Regions from separate parts of the Gossypium hirsutum genome. Here region 2 is linked to region 1. The links are chromatin contacts, called in public Hi-C maps. All regions are on one chromosome and are shown on one strand. The core of a region is the stretch at or near the end of the contact, and the rest is flanking DNA. Distances in the headings are between cores, read along the strand shown. Region 1 has its middle 30 kb from the start of LOC121213110. Region 2 holds the start of LOC107893501.

Region 1 (4,728 bases), core at 713-3,212:
GGAAGTATAAACTACTAAACCATTCAAGAGAAAGTTTAAATAGACTGTTAGAGCATCTATGTTAAAAAAGAAAAAAAAAATGTCCATGCTACCATTGTAACACCCCTAACCCGTCTTCATCGTCGGGTTTGGGTTACAGAGCATTACCATACAATCAGAAACCATTTAACCTTAATACATCTCAATACAATAATTAAATATTACTTAAGTAAATCATATTAAATACGATCAATCATATGTATTTGGTCCCTAAACCGAGCCTTCAAGGCCCTAAAAATAGCTTCGAAACAATTCGGGACTAATTTGAAACAAAACATAATATTTGAGAAAAAGTTAAAAATTAGAAAATAGGGGTCGCACGGTCGTGTCCCAATCCGTGTCCTCACCCGTGTAACTTACTGAGTAAGGTTACACGGCCATGTCGCAGACCGTGCCAGGCCGTGTGCCAAGCCGTGTAACTCACTGACTTAAAACACTAGGAAATTTCAAAATATACACCGCAGTGTAGTTAGGTCATGTTTGTTACACAGCCGTGTGACAGCTCGTGTACCAGGCCGTGTGATCTCAAAAATTGACCTAAAATCAAGTCATTTCAAGGCCAAGTTATGCTTAACTAACCATTTTATTTGGGCACACATTCAAAGGACTTAAACATCATTTAAACACATCTAAACATACCACTTCTAACATTCTAATTCATCCAACCAATATGTCATTCGAATGCACCACATTTATACCAAAACATCATTAATCAAATCTAAGCAATATAGCCACCTTTCAAGCATAAGATCTAATTTATTTAACTACCAAATAACATCACATATAACCATTTACATATCATCACAAACATGCCAAAAAGCACCATATAATCCAAGTACTTAAAAATGGCCAAAATAACCATTCCAAAACATGTCACCATACCATATACTATTTAGAACCTATAAAGTATGTGTAGAAAGCCCGATTTGCCCGGGGCCCAATAACCAAAATAAAACCAATTATTAAACCAAAAGTCCAAAGAATAAAACCAAATTAATAGTCTATCATCAAAGTCCAAATCTTTTAAACAATCCAATTTTAACCAGTCCAGGGCCCAAAATTATAACCTAAATTACAAATGGTCCATAGCTCAAACCCAATACAAGCCCAAATAAACCTAGGCCTAAAATACAACGGCCCAAACGGCCCAAAATACTTTAGAAACAGAAACCCTAGGGTTTCTACCTTTAACGCTGCAGCCAGGCTCCAGCCCACAGCGTCGTACGGACTCTTGGCACCACAGCCACGCCCACGCCTCCGTACGCCAATGCACAACCCCGTACATGTGCCACGCACACCCCGTACCTGCAAGCAAATACAAAAACCACAGCACAGCAAAGAGGGAAAAAACAAAAAGAAATTGTATTTTTCTTTTCATTTTTTGTTTCGGCTATAAAAGTCATGTAGTGATCAATGTATTTTTTTTACGCACACTGAAATACGCATATTGAAATAGAAAGAAAAGCCACCGATATTGAAAGGTGATTTCTGATTCAAATTTCTGAGATTTCTTTTTCTTCTTTGCTCAGTTTCTTTCTTTCTGGATCTTTTGTTCTTTCGCATTTGAATGTATAAAAGAAAAAGGAAATGAAACTTACCTTGTAAATATGCCATGAGATCTCTTCTGCTTCGTTGAAATTGAGGTACGAGGGGAGATGAAGGCAGAAAGAGAACCACTTTGAGACTTGAACAGGTTGATTGTCTTTCATTGTGGTGGATTGACATTGTAGAGGAAAGATTAGGGTTCGGTTGAAGGAAATGAAATGGGGAGGCTAGGGTTTTAGTTCAGCCGAATGGAAGCATTGTTTAGCCATTATAAAGAACCAAAAACGACGTCGTTTTACCCAATTTCAATGGTTTAGAAATGATGCCGTATTAACCATACCCGACCCAATCCGGTTCTTCGCCCCTGGGATCCGCGCGTTTCTGTGGAGAGGGGTAATTACGCGCGAGGTCCTCTCTTTTTGTACGATTGCTCAATTGCGCCTAATGCATTTCACTTTATTTCTTTTAAAATTTGGCCTTTTAATTTACATTCGTTTGCAATCAAGCCTGCGTCACAACGCATCATTTTGGAATCCGGGGTATTTCCCCGTTTGGTCCCTGAAAATTCGCATGTGTGACGCGCTAGTCCTTTTTTATTATTTTTTATTTTTATGTCCTACCTTATTTGTAAATTATACCTTTTATTTTTAATTAGTTGTAATTGAGTTTTCTATTGATATAACTTATTATTTTTAAATTCGCTTAATATTTTTTATACGTGTTGATCCATTTTAATAATTTTGGTTTGTCTTTATTTGTATAATTATTTTGAAGTCTCTTTGTACAATATTTCTTTAAATATTCTATATATTTGTACATGTATTATTTTAATGGAAGTTTTAATTTGTAATGCTTATTATTTTAAGGTTTCTAATATTCTCATATGTGTTGAGCTATTTTGATAACCTTATTTTGTTTCATCATTTGGAAGCTATTTTTTTACATCAAATTATTTTAAAATTTTTTTAATAATACTTCATTCAAATGTTTTTTTATGTATGTATACATATGATTCATAGTAGAATTAATTTGATCCTATATACATATTTAATTCCATGTTATTTATATTTCATATAGTTGCTTTTAAATTATTTATGTATATATATATATGCTTTTTAAACTTGTTATGTGTATAGTTTATTTCCTAAGATCATATTTTATTATATACCTTTGCTATCCCTTCATATTTTAAGTATATTTAACTTATCTTTTATTATGTGTATGTTGTCAATTTTAAATAAATGTATTTTTTAAAAAACATTTTGTATATTATTTGATTCAAATGACTTCATTTTATAACATCTATTTTAATGATTATCCATATATTTTTAGTTTTTTTTTATAGGAATGATTTCAAGTTCTAGCATGTGTTATTTGCTCATCAATTCATCATTTTTTAAAATTATTTCGTATCATATTAGTTTTATGTTGTTTTGTACATTATGTGTTAATTGTTTTTATATTATCTCATGTATATTTGTTGCACATCGTTTATTCGTTTTCTTATGTATTATTAATCAATTGTTGTTCATTCATGCTTGTAAATTTGGTTATATTGTTCGTTGATTAGTTATATTTTATTGTTTGTTTTGTCAATTGGCTCCATAAATTTATATTATTTTTATTCACCGAGTATAGTACATTATTCATGCATGTTACCCCATGTTTTCATCTTTTTCTCTTGGTTTACAAATGTCGTTTTATAATGCTCGACTCTTTAAAATAAATTATTCTATTTTATTTCAAGTCAAATTAATGCGTTTTAAGCTGGTCTTATAATTATTCGTTTGAAAATTTCTTAAAACGAAGGCAATATTTGATGTTTGGAAGGAATCATGCCCTATCGTGCTGGGTTTCGATTTCTCATTTGTTCAAAATAATCGAATATTCCTTTAGAATTTCACTCGTGTTTTCTAAATTCTAAAACAAGGCAATGTTTGATGTTTAGAAATTCGGGGAATCATGCCCTATCGTGCTGGGTTTCGATTATCCGTTTGTTCAAAATAATCAAATATTCCTTTAGAATTTCACTCGTGTTTTTTAAATTCTAAAACAAGGCAATGTTCAATGTTTGGAAATTTGGGGAATCGTGCCCTACCGCGCTGGGTTTCAGTTTTTCGTTGGACTAAATAATTGGGCATCCTTTTGTAATTTTCAACATATAAACTTTTGGAAGTAAAAAATTTATCGTATTTTCAAGGGTATAAAGGGTCGTGTCCTATCGTGCTGGATGTGATGCTTTATTCCTTTGAAACAAGAGAATTTCGACGACCAACTTGAGCCATTCAAATGTTTTAAAAGGAGCCATATTTCAAAAATAGCTTTAAATCTTAGACATAAGGACATTATCTAATCAATTTGGTACCAATTTTGGGCATAGCGAGGGTGCTAACCCTTCCTCCTACGTAACTGGCTCCCGAACTCGTTTTCTCAAATTTCGTAGGCCAAAATAGATTTAAATGGAATAAAATATATTTTAAGGTGATCCAATCACACCAAAACAAAAGATTGGTGGCGACTCCACGTTTTGTTTTCAAAAATTCGATCCCCGTCGTTAAAAAAATAAAAAATATGGTTTTGACAGTATGCATGAGGTTTCATTCACCTATATTTGCAACTATTATTCATGTCAACATTTACCTTATCAACCACAACAAGCGTGATACAACTCAAGACAAGAAATTTCACCTAAATAGCCTTTCAACCTTATTACATGTCATTTATAACCATTAACCAAAATAACCAAAAATACCAATATGTCGAATAGATAGTGTGGCGATACTTCGACGAGATTCCAACTAGCTGAGCTTCCCAATAATCTACAAGATAGAGGAAACGATTACGTAAGCATTTAATGTTTAGTAAATTCATATAAGCGAAACTTAACTTACCAATCATATTAATTTAAACAACCAAACCTACTATCGTCAAATCGTATGCCAAACTTCCTCTCCTATACATATCATCTCATAAGTGATCGCGATTTTCGTGACAGGTAAGTTTTAAATATTTATAATTAATCATTCTTGAAATTAACTATTATCGCGATGCAGGCAAGTGTACCTATCGAACAGTAGTATAGTTTTAGCAAGACTGGATTGTCGAACCTAAAGGAACTAAAAATACTAGTAATGACTATCTTTT
Region 2 (4,527 bases), core at 1,289-3,788, 73 kb after region 1:
AATTAAAAGCCTATTTCATTTCAACAACTGAACATCCAAATTGGCATTTGAAACTTATTTGGACTACCATGTAAGACTGCCGTTAGGGAGATAGCGGAATTTAACGGTAGAGTGGTCACTTCGTAACAAAATGATAACATTAAGTGACTAAAACATAACATTTCAAACATAAGTGACTAAAATGTAATCTAAGGCAAACAAAAGTGACTATTTTTGTAGTTTACCCAAAATATATTTGGTCGTGAATTTGGCTTTAAAATTTTAATAATTATAGATTTTGTCACACCAATAATGTACGTGAAAGGAATTGTTTTATGTTTAAAATTTATTTAACAATGAATATAGGGGTTGATGATGAATTTATATTTTTTAATACTATTAAACACATGTTGAATCCTTAAATTTATAATTATTTTATTTAAAGATGATATAGAAATATAAAAAAGATAAAATTACTATGGTAATAATATTAATTATAATTTTTTTAAAAATGAATATCATAACTGGAAGTATTAGATTAGATTAGATATATAAATAAAGTAATTATAAATTCAATTGTAAATTTTAAAATCAAATCGACCCTTTGATTTAACCTCTCACATTTATTTGTGCCAACTTTAAAATTACCTAGCAAAAATGCATTTTTGGCTACAGTGCAAATACCTATTCAATACTTATACCAATATTGTCCTGTCTGTTAACATCTGAGCGTTGCTCAGTTGTGCTGGAACCTTGAAGCACTTGGCCTGCCACTTTTACTTACTACGCTACATCGCTTTGAAACAGAACCAAGTGAACCCTGTTATGAATCAACTTGGCGGTGGTGGACATATGCCTCAACTGCCACTGGTCATTCCATTTTCATCTTTTGATTAAATATCACGTTTGAAGTGTTTGGTCAAGTCAACCACCTTAATCAAAAGCAAGAAACACCTTACCCAAAACACACAAACATATGAGCTCGCCTTCGATTGTTCCTAAGTACTCGTGTAAGAGACCCACCATGACTTCATAATAACACCTAGAGGATGAAGAAGCTCAAAAGAAGCCTATAAAAATACCTCCCAAGAGAGGGGGATCAATCTATTACAGCCCATATGTTTCTTGGAATCATTTAACAAACTTCAGATAAGCCCAGAAAATGTAACATATATTACATGAACAAAACAACCACATGTTAAGGAAACTGATACTCCTTAGAACTCAAATCAAAGTCTGTTCTGTTTTGCTTCATGTCCTCATTTCTAACACAATTTTGTAGTATATTGAAGAAACGCAAAGGAAAAAAAACAGAAAAAAAAAGCAAAGATCAACTCTGAGAGTCATAGTGTTAACAGTTTTTGTGACCCAACCCAATCTGCAAACCACCAATTGTGGGATTAACACAGGTAGAAAACCAATCAAAATTTCTTGCTGCAAACGATGCAATGCAAGCATGTAAGATAATGATGAAGAATAAATGAAAAACAATGTACAGCCTTGGTTTCCAAGCTTTGACACCTCCATCAAAACACACAAAAAGAACTCAATCGTCGGCTTTAACAAGACTATCTTCTATATGTCGTACGAGATCAACATCAATATCCCCATCCCCATCACCGTCACCATCTTCATCACCATTGTCCACGCCCAAGTCCTCAACTTTGGCCTCATTTTCTTTTCTGGCCTTTTCCTTACGAGCAACAACGAGTAGATGTTCGAGGGATTCCCTTGCCCGTTTTCTTGCAAGCGCCGCCTCCCTTACCTTCCTGTCAGCCTCGGCCCATGCTACGGTAACGGCCTTCCCCATGGAAAAGGAGGCAATCTTGGCAGCGCAGAGCAAAGCGTGAGCGAGCTTCTTGTCGATCTTGTTGTCCTTGAGAGGAAAGAAAGAGAAAGAAGAGTCCTTACAAGGTGGGCAGAGGTAAGAGGTGAGAACGGTGTCGCCTGCGCAGTGAGAATGGGTGAGGGAGCAGCAATTGGAGCAGTTGACACGTTTGGAAGGATGGGGTGGGGAGCCGCCGTAGAAGGTAAAGCAAGCAGGGCAGAACGAGGAAGGGTGGAGGCGGAGGACACAGGCAGTGCAAAGGCGGCGTAGGATGCCTAAGTGGCGAACTTGGTGGATAAAGAAGGGAGAATGGCCACTGCAGTTGCTGCATTCTTTGGATAGTAATGGATTGTTGAGTTTGCTGGCGGCGGCGGTGGGGAGGGTCATGCCAATATTGCCATTCCTAGTACTCAAACCAGTAGCCATGGTGATCGAGGACCCCCTTCTCTGCCCTGCCCTCCTCTGGTTTGAGTCTTACAATGTTTAGTCTTTTTTCTTTGTTAAAACTATATTTAGGGTTTATTGTGTTTTAAGACTCATTTATTATTACTTACAAATATATACCAACTTTAAGTTCAACCATGCTGTCATTGGCATGGTTTAGGTTTAATATAATTATTATAATTTATAGACAATATTTAATAATATTTTCAGGTTTTTTTTTTTTAAAAAAAACCCTGCCCTATGACCTTAATTAAATTCGAAATCAAATCTCTAAATAATCGTTTTAGTCTTTTACCGTTCAAACTCAACCAACCTTTTATCATTTGTCATACACATTTTTCTGATTCTGTAGCAAAACTAAGGTTGTGTCTTCTTATTGATTTAAATACCTTTAGTACTACAGCCTCTAATGTCAGCTCTCTATATATTGCTTACTCATTACACAAAGCAAGCAAGTTTACAGCTTCTTTTGACTTCCCTCCATCTCAACATCCCCTACATTACAAGAAGCAGGTGCACCAAATGAAGAGCATTTCCACTGTATCTCATCCAAATACCATCTTTCCACCATCAGAGTTTCTTTTAGCTTAGCACATCCGTGGTTCACAAACTTAAACCAATCAATCTCTTCCTCAATATGCACCGACAAAAGATGATCAACTTTATGGTATCATTTATTACCTTCCAATCAACAGAGGTATAAATAGCTAGTTTAACCAACCATTAGTTTCCCTACTGATCACTGACATGTTCAATGACCAGAGCAGCCATTGCCCTCATCACTAATATAAACGCCGTTGCTTGCATGTACAGTATGTGATGCACTTGATCCTTAATGTGATCCCTATAAAACACCAACATATAAGAGGAATAATTGGTCGAATGGCGATATCAACACACTTTCAAGAAAGGAATAAAATCGACGGCTATTGCCATCCACAGAATTCTGCTAACAAATCAAAAATATTTCATCACATATGCTACAGAGCAATACGAGGGGACACAGATGGGTGAAAATGCAGAATATCCGCCAACTGGCTCATGTAAACCCTACAAAAACTTGTAGGTTCTAGTGCAGCACAGATATAATAAGCATGTGTTATACAAACAGTCGAACATTCTTCTTAAAGCTGCATGTAAAATTGCACATAAAAATGCTAAATACACAAGCCGTCTATTAAAAATAGGCTCTCTCCACAGAAACCAGTCTTAGATCAAATATGGAATCGAATGAAGCAATGCCACTATATTGATGTATTCAGTATCACTGATGCAAGCTTTAAAGAACAGAACACGAATACTCAATACGTACAGTTTACAACAATTTACAAGAGCTCTTTGCAAGTGGCCTTGTTGTGTCCAAGACCCTTGCACTTACTGCACTGGAGTTGGCGCTTCATTGCCTCCTGTAATCCAACTTTCTTTGTGGTAGGCCGACCTGGTGGACGACGTGTTGGTGGAGTTACAGTCATTACGGCTTCCGAATAATCATTCTGCATAGCCCAGTCCATATCTGGAATAGGCTTGACAGATTCTGCATAGGTTAATCTGTAGCTCTCAGTTGAAAAGTATCTTGAGCAATAATCATAAGGGCTTCGTCCAATGCAATTGATAACAGCAATAGCATGGCAGCATGGTAAACCAGTAAGTTGCCAACCTTTACAACTACAATCCCAACCATCCATGTCAACCACTTCAGTGGACTCACCTTGAACCTCAAATTCGCTACCAGTAGTCAGTTGCACTTGAAGGGCACTGACTTTCAAGCTCTCCTTTTCCAGCTTTTCCTCCATGGATGGAGTCAGCCTTGTTAACCACTGATCAGAATCGGTCCTACGGAAATAAATTAACTCCATAATCTCTCCCCGTATGACATCAACCATCTGTGTTATAGGTAATTCATCTGCATCTGATGCCCAGCTGTAAAAGAGTTCACCAAAGTTTGATTTCATATGGTTATATCTGGCACCCTGGAAAAGTGAATTTGCCCAATTCTGGGGCTCACTTTGCATGATCCAATTGTAAGCTTCCAGTGAAAGACTTTTGATGCCCTCAGTAATCTTATGAAACTCTTCAGGTCTAGGTGCAAAAGCTGCACGATAAAGGTCTTCAATCATGATACCTTTAACATCACGAGAAAACTGCCCTTTCAAGTCTCTAATGAGTTGCTCAGTTAAATAGTGCAGACAATAACCATGATAGGAATCCTTGAAAATTTCAGAGATTGACTCCCGCAAACCCTTCTGTCTGTCTGCAACAAATGTTAGAGGACAAGA

Evidence for each region. A called contact is a pair of places that touch in the nucleus more often than the background predicts.
Region 2: a contact with region 1 is called in a Hi-C map of hypocotyl, with 2.0 times the contacts expected there. The contact joins the promoter of LOC107893501 here to the enhancer-like site in region 1. A contact is called at or near these places in 10 of 34 Hi-C or Micro-C datasets (anther, callus, cotyledon and 3 more).

What each region holds. Positions count from the first base shown.
Region 1 is chrA13:105,122,894-105,127,621 of Gossypium_hirsutum_v2.1, forward strand. No RefSeq gene overlaps it. Among protein-coding and RNA genes, the nearest start is that of LOC121213110, 30 kb to the right of the region's middle. Within about 2 kb of position 1,963, at least 9 of the 9 cell types and tissues checked have an H3K27ac peak or open chromatin away from gene starts, as enhancers often do. A contact at or near this core is called in cotyledon, hypocotyl and leaf, where this site is marked.
Region 2 is chrA13:105,195,520-105,200,046 of Gossypium_hirsutum_v2.1, forward strand. LOC107893501 reads right to left here and starts at 2,539. Exons shown (of 1, transcript XM_016818514.2): 1 at 1,130-2,539. The coding sequence starts at 2,233. The coding sequence ends at 1,526. It overlaps LOC107893500, which reads right to left. Exons shown (of 4, transcript XM_041085571.1): 3 at 3,564-4,527; 4 at 2,868-3,095. The coding sequence ends at 3,577.